2 separate regions of the Mus musculus genome follow, and region 1 is linked to region 2. Evidence: chromatin contacts called from public Hi-C data. All regions are on one chromosome and are shown on one strand. Each heading gives the region's core, a stretch centred on a gene start, on an enhancer-like site or on the middle of the called end of the contact. The rest is flanking DNA. Distances are from core to core; before and after follow the strand shown. Region 1 overlaps Gosr1 (golgi SNAP receptor complex member 1). Region 2 overlaps Abr (active BCR-related gene).

The links. A called contact is a pair of places that touch in the nucleus more often than the background predicts.
Region 1: a Hi-C map of the N1E-115 cell line shows a contact between it and region 2, with 5 times the contacts expected there. The contact joins two enhancer-like sites. A contact is called at or near these places in 2 of 484 Hi-C or Micro-C datasets (the N1E-115 cell line and frontal cortex) and 2 of 115 datasets of contacts at active chromatin or transcription factors (effector CD8 T cells and embryonic stem cells).

What each region holds. Positions count from the first base shown.
Region 1 is chr11:76,733,410-76,737,342 of GRCm38.p6, forward strand. Gosr1 (golgi SNAP receptor complex member 1) reads right to left here. Exons shown (of 9, transcript NM_016810.4): 8 at 1,160-1,242. Among named protein-coding and RNA genes, the nearest start is that of Gosr1, 28 kb to the right of the region's middle. Within about 2 kb of position 1,627, at least 84 of the 459 cell types and tissues checked have an H3K27ac peak or open chromatin away from gene starts, as enhancers often do. A contact at or near this core is called in the N1E-115 cell line, where this site is marked.
Region 2 is chr11:76,496,182-76,500,507 of GRCm38.p6, forward strand. The region is part of intron 2 of Abr (active BCR-related gene); the gene reads right to left. Among named protein-coding and RNA genes, the nearest start is that of Abr, 73 kb to the right of the region's middle. Within about 2 kb of position 2,155, at least 77 of the 459 cell types and tissues checked have an H3K27ac peak or open chromatin away from gene starts, as enhancers often do. A contact at or near this core is called in the N1E-115 cell line, where this site is marked.

The sequences.
Region 1 (3,933 bases), core at 377-2,876, 240 kb after region 2:
GTGGACACAAGTGCTTGCTATAGAAGCATGAGGGACTGAGCCCCCAGGCTCACATAAAATGTCAACGCACAGTGCAAGCACCTGCAGTCCTCATTTTCCTACGGGGAGAAGCTTACGGGCCAGCCTGGGGTAAGCAAAGGAACAGCAGACACCCCGTCTCACAGTAGTGGAAGACAAGGACTAGTGTCTGAGGTTGGCCTCTGACTTCCACATGCGTGCCACAGAAACATGCAATGCACACAAAGAAAGAAAGATCATGGGAATTTGAAATGTGAATCTCCACTTTGCCAAATTGTCCTGGCCCTGTGGATATGGGCCAGGCCCCTTTCTTGAGCCTACTTCTTTATCTGCAAAAAAAATCAAAAAGTCCCCACTCTGTCCCCTCTATGGGGTGAGAGAACGCAGTGTGGGTAAGGCAGTGTGCTGTGTAAACTGCCCAGCATGTGTGAGCACACGTGGTTTGGGATGTGTGCTTTTTACACTTGACTAGTAACAACATTGACAAAGGACTGGAAAGTGCCAAGCAATGCCAGGGATATCCTCTTTCTTAGGCAATTAGATCTCAGGGTAAGAGTGCCCTTAAACTACTACGGACCAGACGATGTTCACCGTTTGAAAATCCCAAGTTCCTCCTCACAGTCATCTGGGAAGACCCCACCCCTGAGCGTCTCTGGTGCAGTCTTATCTACTTTAAGTTGAGAAGCTAAAACTTTAAAGCAGAGGTCACAACTGACAAGTGGAGCCTCTCCTCCGCCCTGGGACTTGTGTAGTCACAATCTACCAACAGGTACAGCACACCTGCAGTGTCCCCGCCCCTTCCAGTTGCCTACAACTGACATCCTCCAAAGTGGCAATTAAACCACAGTGTGAGGCGGGGTGGTCACGAACACATGCAGGGAATACTAATGTGGAGTCAGAGCTTTTAAGGACAAAAATAATTTGTGAATACTTTTGTAAATATAAATATCTATAATGAAATCTCTGGTGAGCTGTTCTCTAGAAATAGTGTTAAACATAAGTTTATCACAAAGTAAAGCAGTCCTCACACGATTCAATTGCTAAGGGCTCTACCAGTGTGCATAATTTGCACCTCTACCCCAATAAAACGGAGAACAAAAAGAACAAGCCCTTCACCCCACCAACATTTCACAAAGGATACTGGCCAGAGTGTTCATCTTGCTGTGAATTGACTTGAGCATTCCTCTCTGGGAAGTCATATTCTCTTTTGTTGCCATAGCAATGCTTCAAGGGGAGAAAAGAGACAATTTGAGTTGGCACGGGGGCACTACATTGTTCAGATCTTCACCCCTCTAAAGACAAACAGAAAGCTACAGTGATAATGGGTACCAATCCCTGCCCAGCTTCCTGCCCACTGTTACACAGGAAGTCTTGTTATGAGTCATCTTGTGTTTTCTTCAAAGTAACAAATGAAATGAGACATTAAGAGACAAATCATACGTTACAAAGCTTCTTCAGTGGCTTAAAGAAACCAACCACTAAAATAATTTTAATCAGGAAAAACTGTTAAGAGGAACGAAACACCATTAAAAAAAAAATCATGAGCATAAGAAAGGGGCCCAAGTGACACCCACATTCAACCAGCTTCCAACATATAAACAAAGGGGGACTGAAAATTCGAGAAGAACTCAGTAGGCAGATCTCAGGATTCACTAAACACACTGTGAGAGGGGAAGAGCGGCTCTTTTACGGAACAGCCACGCTGACCACCTGTTATGAGTTGACCCTCTTCTGCTGTCACTTCCAGTCAGGTATTTTCATGATTCGCCCCGATAGGAGGATCCTAGAGAGTAGGGTCAGTGTCCACTTTGGTAAGTAACACAGAAGAGGGTGCTTTAGAGAGTAACATAGAAAATGCAAAGGGGCAGTTTTGGTTAGATAGGATCAAGAATCATTGTACTCCTTTGAAATAGTCTAAGAATAAAGATAACTCTAAAACTTATTTTAAAAAGAGTCCTGGAAATTGGGGGAAATGCTCGCTAGATACAATTTCCTGGTGTACCTTAGGCACATTTTCTTCCGTGGAGTGTCCAGAACAAAAGCACTCCCTCTGGGGAAGGACTGTTTGAATCCCTGGTTCCCTGGAAGCTGGCCAGAGGGGCTCCGTAAACCTTCTCAAGCAAGAGACCTACACGGAAGCCCTGGAGCCTGGCAGTGGGAGGCTGCAGACCTGGTGGTCTCGGGGCTGAGGAAAGAACCCCTGCTCCCTTGGCTCCTGTGCTTGCAGAGGGACTGAGGCCATGGGGCTTCCAGGCTCCTGGAGGAGACAATCACCCAGGCCATCCACTGGTGGCAAGCTGCTGGGCATTCATGGGCAAAGCCTCACAGAACAGGCTGCTAGGTGTTTACTGAAGAGAGATGCTAGAGGAATGACAATTAGTCAAGATAATTTCACTACTGAGAAGAATACAATGAATGTGTAAGGAGACACATAGAAGGATATTTACTGAAGTAAAAAACCAAAACGAAAACCAAAACCAAAACCAAAACCCAGCAACAAAAATATCAGAAAACACCCAAAGAAGCCAATGACCTCAAAGAACAAAAGCAGAAAGGCTTAAGTTTGGCAAAGGCTGTTTGGAAAATCAAGGAGTGGCTGTCTAATGAGTGGCCAGGAAATGGTCACTGAAGATAAAGAAATGAAGAGTTACTGACAGGCACACTGGTGACATAAAGGAAGCAGAAGAACGAGACTATCTTTCATAATGCTGCCAAGACGACCTGGGAAGCTATCTGTGGGGCTCTGGCCAAGGAAGGTGAAGCAAGTTCGTGTCACTAAAGTGCACATATACTGGTGGTACTGTAAGTGGTCAGTTCCTTAAAGAGGGGCAGTGAGGAAGGCCAGGCAGAGTGTCATGAAGATCCTAGAATCCAGGCCACTGTTTCCCAAATGCTTGGAATACAGGCGTGTGCCAGAGGATGAGGAAGAAATGAAAGCAGCAGAAGAAATGGAAATTGACCAAATTCTGCTTGAAATTACAACAAGGGCCTGTATAGTCTTACAGAAAGCAAGAGAACTCCAGCCTGTAGTAAGGGTCTCTGACCTACAGGCCTCTGGTTTTCTGAAGGGGAATCATCATTATCTCATGTGCACTTGACTCACAGTGGATATGCATTAAAAAATAATTTCCACAAAGCACTTTGTATTCCTTGGAGACTGAGTATTACATTAAGTTATTACCTTGTTGAATATGCATGATTTCCAGTACCACACAAAGTCTATCTAGACAGACTTTCCTATCTACCCCATCATCTGGAGTGGAGCTGAGTGAGAGATAGGCTGTTATTTCAAGTTTCAAATACTTAAGAGATACAATGAAGCTTCATATATATAATGCTTCAAAAATGATAAATCATTGATATGCTTACTGGAACTTCAGATTTCTTACTACTATTATGAACTAAACATAACTTCCTATTTTTAAAAATTAATTTACCTTGTATATATGAGTTCATGTGTGAATGTGTGCATGCATGTGCCTGTGTGTGCCACAATACATAAGAGGATGGCCGTTGAGAGTTAGTTCTCTCCTTCCACCAAGTAGGTCCCGAGGATCTGGTGGTCAGATTTGGTGGCAGGCAGGTCTGTTAAGCCATCACTGTCTCAGAGCAGTGACTCAGTATAAATGTTCTGCTCCCAGAGATATAAGGGACTAATTAGGGGATCCAAGTCTTCAATATTAGTTACTAGTCATGTGATCATAGGCAAATTCCATAATTTCTTTTTTGTTTTGGAGAAGGAGTCTACTGGTCAATGTCTATCTCATGAACCTGTTACTAAGATGATTAGATGCGCTTAGAAAGTAAGGCCACAGCAGAAATGCATTACTGTTTAGTAAAACTGTCATCACTTAAGGAACATGACTTGACCTTCACTCTAGTGAACAGGGCTGGCTTGATCTGACCATTGATTGT
Region 2 (4,326 bases), core at 905-3,404:
CAAGACAGGTTTTCTCTGTAGCCCTGGCTGTCCTGGAACTCACAGATTGGCCTGCTTCTGCCTCTGCAGTGCTGGGATTAAAGGTGTGCACTGCCACCACCTGGCTGCAGCCGGTGTGTGTTCTTAACTGCTGAGCAGTCTCTCCAGCTCCCTGTAATGGAACCAGCTATGTGGATCAGGGTGGCCTGGAACTCTGAGATCTGCCTGCCTTTGCCTCATCCTGTGTCACCGCGCCCAAAGGAAAATATGAATGCTTAAATAAAATCTCCTGATTTTAAAATGAAAGCAGGTAATTTACATTTTTTTTAAAAAGCACAACACATTGTGAACCACATCCTTGCTCTGAGCTAGGCTTAAGGAAGGCCACAAACTGCCTTTACTCTTGCAGCTGGTTGTTAGCTGTGGTTATGTGGGAGGAGTTTCCCCTTAGTGTGTGCCCTATGCTCACACTAAGGATTTGGCAGCTTGGAATAAAATTCAGCTTCATCTACCAGCCTACCACTTTATCTTTGTAAAACTTGTGTAACGGGTACCAGCAACCAGGTGGTGCAGTGTCTGAATATGCCCATCAAAACGTCACGTGCTTTTTATGACCAGTTGTCTTAGTTAGGGTTTTACTGCTGTGAACAGACACCATGACCAAGGCAAGTCTTATAAAGGACAACATTTAATTGGGGCTGCCTTACAGGTCAGAGGTTCAGTCCATTATCATCAAGGTGAGAACATGGCAGCGCTTAGCAGGCATGGTGCAGGAGGAGCTGAGAGTTCTACATCTCCATCTGAAGGACACTAACAGAATACTGATTTCCAGGCAGCTAGGATGGGGGTCTTATAGTGACACACCCACAGTGACACGCCTACGACAACAAGGCAACACCTCCTAACAGTGCCACTCCCTGGGCCAAGCATATACAACAAACCATCACACGAAGCCTTTCATACAACAGCACATTCACTTGTCAGTGGCAACCATATGGCCACAGGGCAGAGTCAAACTGTTGAGGCCATTGCCAACAGAAGGCAAACTATCCCCACTGGGGACAACTCCCCTCTACTGTGCGCCTTAGCTGAGAAGCACATAGAAAGCCGTGGGGGAGGGGAGACTAAAAGGAACCAGTGGGGCTTCTTACCCTACTCTTAAAACGTTTTCTGGAACTTTGAAGTCAAGAGAAACTCTTGCCCTTCTGTCAATAATAGAAAAACCTGCCCTCACCGAAACTGACACAGATGGAGAGAGGTGTGACAGGTTCTCTAAGGTCTGAACTGGTCAAGGATCTGTCCCACCACTGGGATCCTGCAGCTCTCTCCTACCCAGAATCCGCTACTTTTTCTCAGTCCAGTTTCGCTCCGGCTCAGTTATAAATAGCCAAGACACGTCTGAAGGGCCCTCTCAAACCACAATTCCTCATTTGGTTTGGGAGGGTAAGGCTGTTCCATGGCCTGGGAACAGCCAGGGTTGGCACTCCCTAGGGCACAAGTGTGCCAACTCAGGGCCCTGTGCTTGCTATAGGTTCTTCTGTCCTCCACCCTGCCAGCTCTAAGTGCACAGCATAGGGGTCCACATGGGTCAGACCAGCAGGCAGCTGAGGACTGTAACCAAGGGACTTTCTGTGAACCCCACAGAAGCTGCTCCCCAAATATCCAAGGTGTCAACGGCCCCACCCAGCCCAATTGGTTGGAAATTCCAGTGAGTGGACACAGAAGCCGCATCCACTCAGAGGCCCTCAGTCCTCCCTCTGGAGGGGAAGTGACTCACAAATCCCCAGGGTGCTCCCTCCCTTTCCCCCTCAAGACTTCAAGAAGGCCCTGGACCTAGGCTTCCTCCTTACTCTGCCTGGTTCCAGACTCTCCTCTCCAGAGACACAGCCAGTATGGCGCTGTCCTCTGGCCTTTCTCAAATCCCTCAGGCGGCTGGGTACACAGTGAGTGGGTTCTGGCTGCTCCTTCCTCCTGCCTCACAGCTCAAGGCTCTGTCTCTCCCACAGCCCTATGCTCCCAGCCTTTGGAAAACTCATCCCATCTTACTGCTCTGCCAATGGCGACCCACTGCCACCTCTAGGTGTGAGACCTGCCCAGGCAGCTGGCTCTCCTCACAGGGAAGTCAGAGCAGCAACCACCTTCAGCTCCTCAAATCCAGACCAGCAAGTTCCTCCTCTTCCCCACCCTAGCTTCCCCTTCCATCAGTGGGTTGTTATCTTGTGGCTCTTTGTGCCCACGGCCCCACACATCCCTTTTACTAAATTCTCTGTTTCTTCCATCTTTCTCTTTTTCAAACCACAGCCCAAGCAGGCCTTGCAACATCTCACACCTACGCAACACCTTGTCTGTCCAGCTAACCTGCTCACTGGTAGATGCACACTGATATCTTAAGGAGGCCTGGGATGTGTGACCAACCCCTACCACTGCTGAACTCTCAACCCACTGAGGTGAGGGATGAGTAGAAACAGGAATGGGTAGGCAAGGCGCTCGTGCCATTGGAAAACTCCACTGGGGAGTGTGAGGGTGAAAGACAGACAGAACGCCATGCATGCGTGGGGAGTTAAGGACTGCAGGCTCTGAGATGTGACTGGTGGGCTTCTAGGTAGCACCTGGAAGCAGAGAGGTCTTTCCGGGCAAAAGGAGGAGTGCCCAAAACAAAGGTTTTATTTTCTGGGGTTTTTGTTTTTTGTTTTGTTGTTGTTTTTTTTTTTTTTTTTTTTTTTTTTTTTTTTTTTTTTTGTCTTCATTTGTTTTTTGTGGTGCTGGTGCTGAAGCTGGAGTGCAGGGCCTTGCATAAGCTATGTTACATCCCAGCCCTAAAGACAGTTTGTTTGTTTGTTTGTTTCTTTCTTTCTTTTCTTTTTTTTTTTTTTTTTTTTGGTTTTTCGAGACAGGGTTTTTCTGTGTAGCCCTGACTGTCCTGGAACTCACTTTGTAGACCAGGCTGGCCTTGAACTCAGAAATCCACCTGCCTCTGCCTCCCAAGTGCTGGGATTAAAGGCGTGCACCACCATGCCCGGCTTCTAAAGACAGTTTAAGGAGGCTCAGGAAGCAGGAAGGGGACAGAAGACAAAAGCAGCAGCAGATAAGTATGCAGAGGGCAGCTGAGGCAGGGGCATGACGGACAAGAACCATGAACATCCTACAGGGTAGGGTACCAATCACAAGTTCTCATACCTGCTAGGTCCAAATCTCAAAGTCTGTAGGGCTATCACACACGCACAGACCACACACACACACACACACACACACACACACACGCACAGACCACACACACACAGACACAGGGAGTATAGCCTTTCCTTATACACACACACACACACACACACACACACCCCTTATATTTAAGTCTCCATCCTCTCACTCCCTTACCAACTCAATTAACAAGCACTTATCACTTGCCTGCTCTACGCCAGGCATTGTGCTCACATTCAAAATGTAGTCACAAACAGGGGACACTGCCCTTTGTGGAGCTGACAGTTTCAAGAGCAGAAGGACCAGGTGACTGACTCCCAAGGCTGTGCCAAAGGAAAGGCAGGACTGGGGAGGGGCACATTTTAGAATTATGTTGTTGAGGTATAACTCCAGAAAGAGTAACGTGGAAACAGCTATTGTGATTTTTAAATGTCCACACCCTCTGAGTCAGCAATTCCACCCTAGGGAATTGTCTAAAAAGGCACATCTAGAAGGGCATAGAGATGTATGTATAAAAATGTTCACTGGCGTGAGAAAGCAGCACGGGCTGCTATGAGTTCAAATGCCTAACAGTGAACCGGAATCCGGCGGTACACTAGATTCCAATGGTGGAATGGTACACTAGAAATTCTGGCACTCAGGCAAAGGCAGGAAGATTTTGAGTCCCAGGTCTGCCTGAGTTATAAAGTGGTCTAACACACACACACACACACACACACACACACACACACACACACAGGCACAGTAAAACAACACAAAAAAGTGGCTTAATTAGCACTGGAGTTGTAATTCAATGGCAAGAGTATTTACCGAGCATGTGCAAGGAGGTCTGGGTTCAATCACAGCATTGCCTCACCCCTCCCCCACCCCCAACCACCACCAAAAAAGCCCTGAGAGGGAGAAGGAGCTGGTTAAATGAATTCTGGTTTATCCATGGGATGAATACCACATAGCCACAAAAGGAGTACAGTAGATCTTAATTCCAGATCTACAAGATCTCTCTCAGTCTTTACTGGAGTTTAATAGTATGGAATCATTTGAATACGTCGTCTGCATATGGAGAAAGCAGGGAGAAATAACCTCTCAGTAGCTGTCTGTAGGAAGCGAGCTTTCACGAACTACATGATGCACTTCTGATAAGTGGAAATTTTG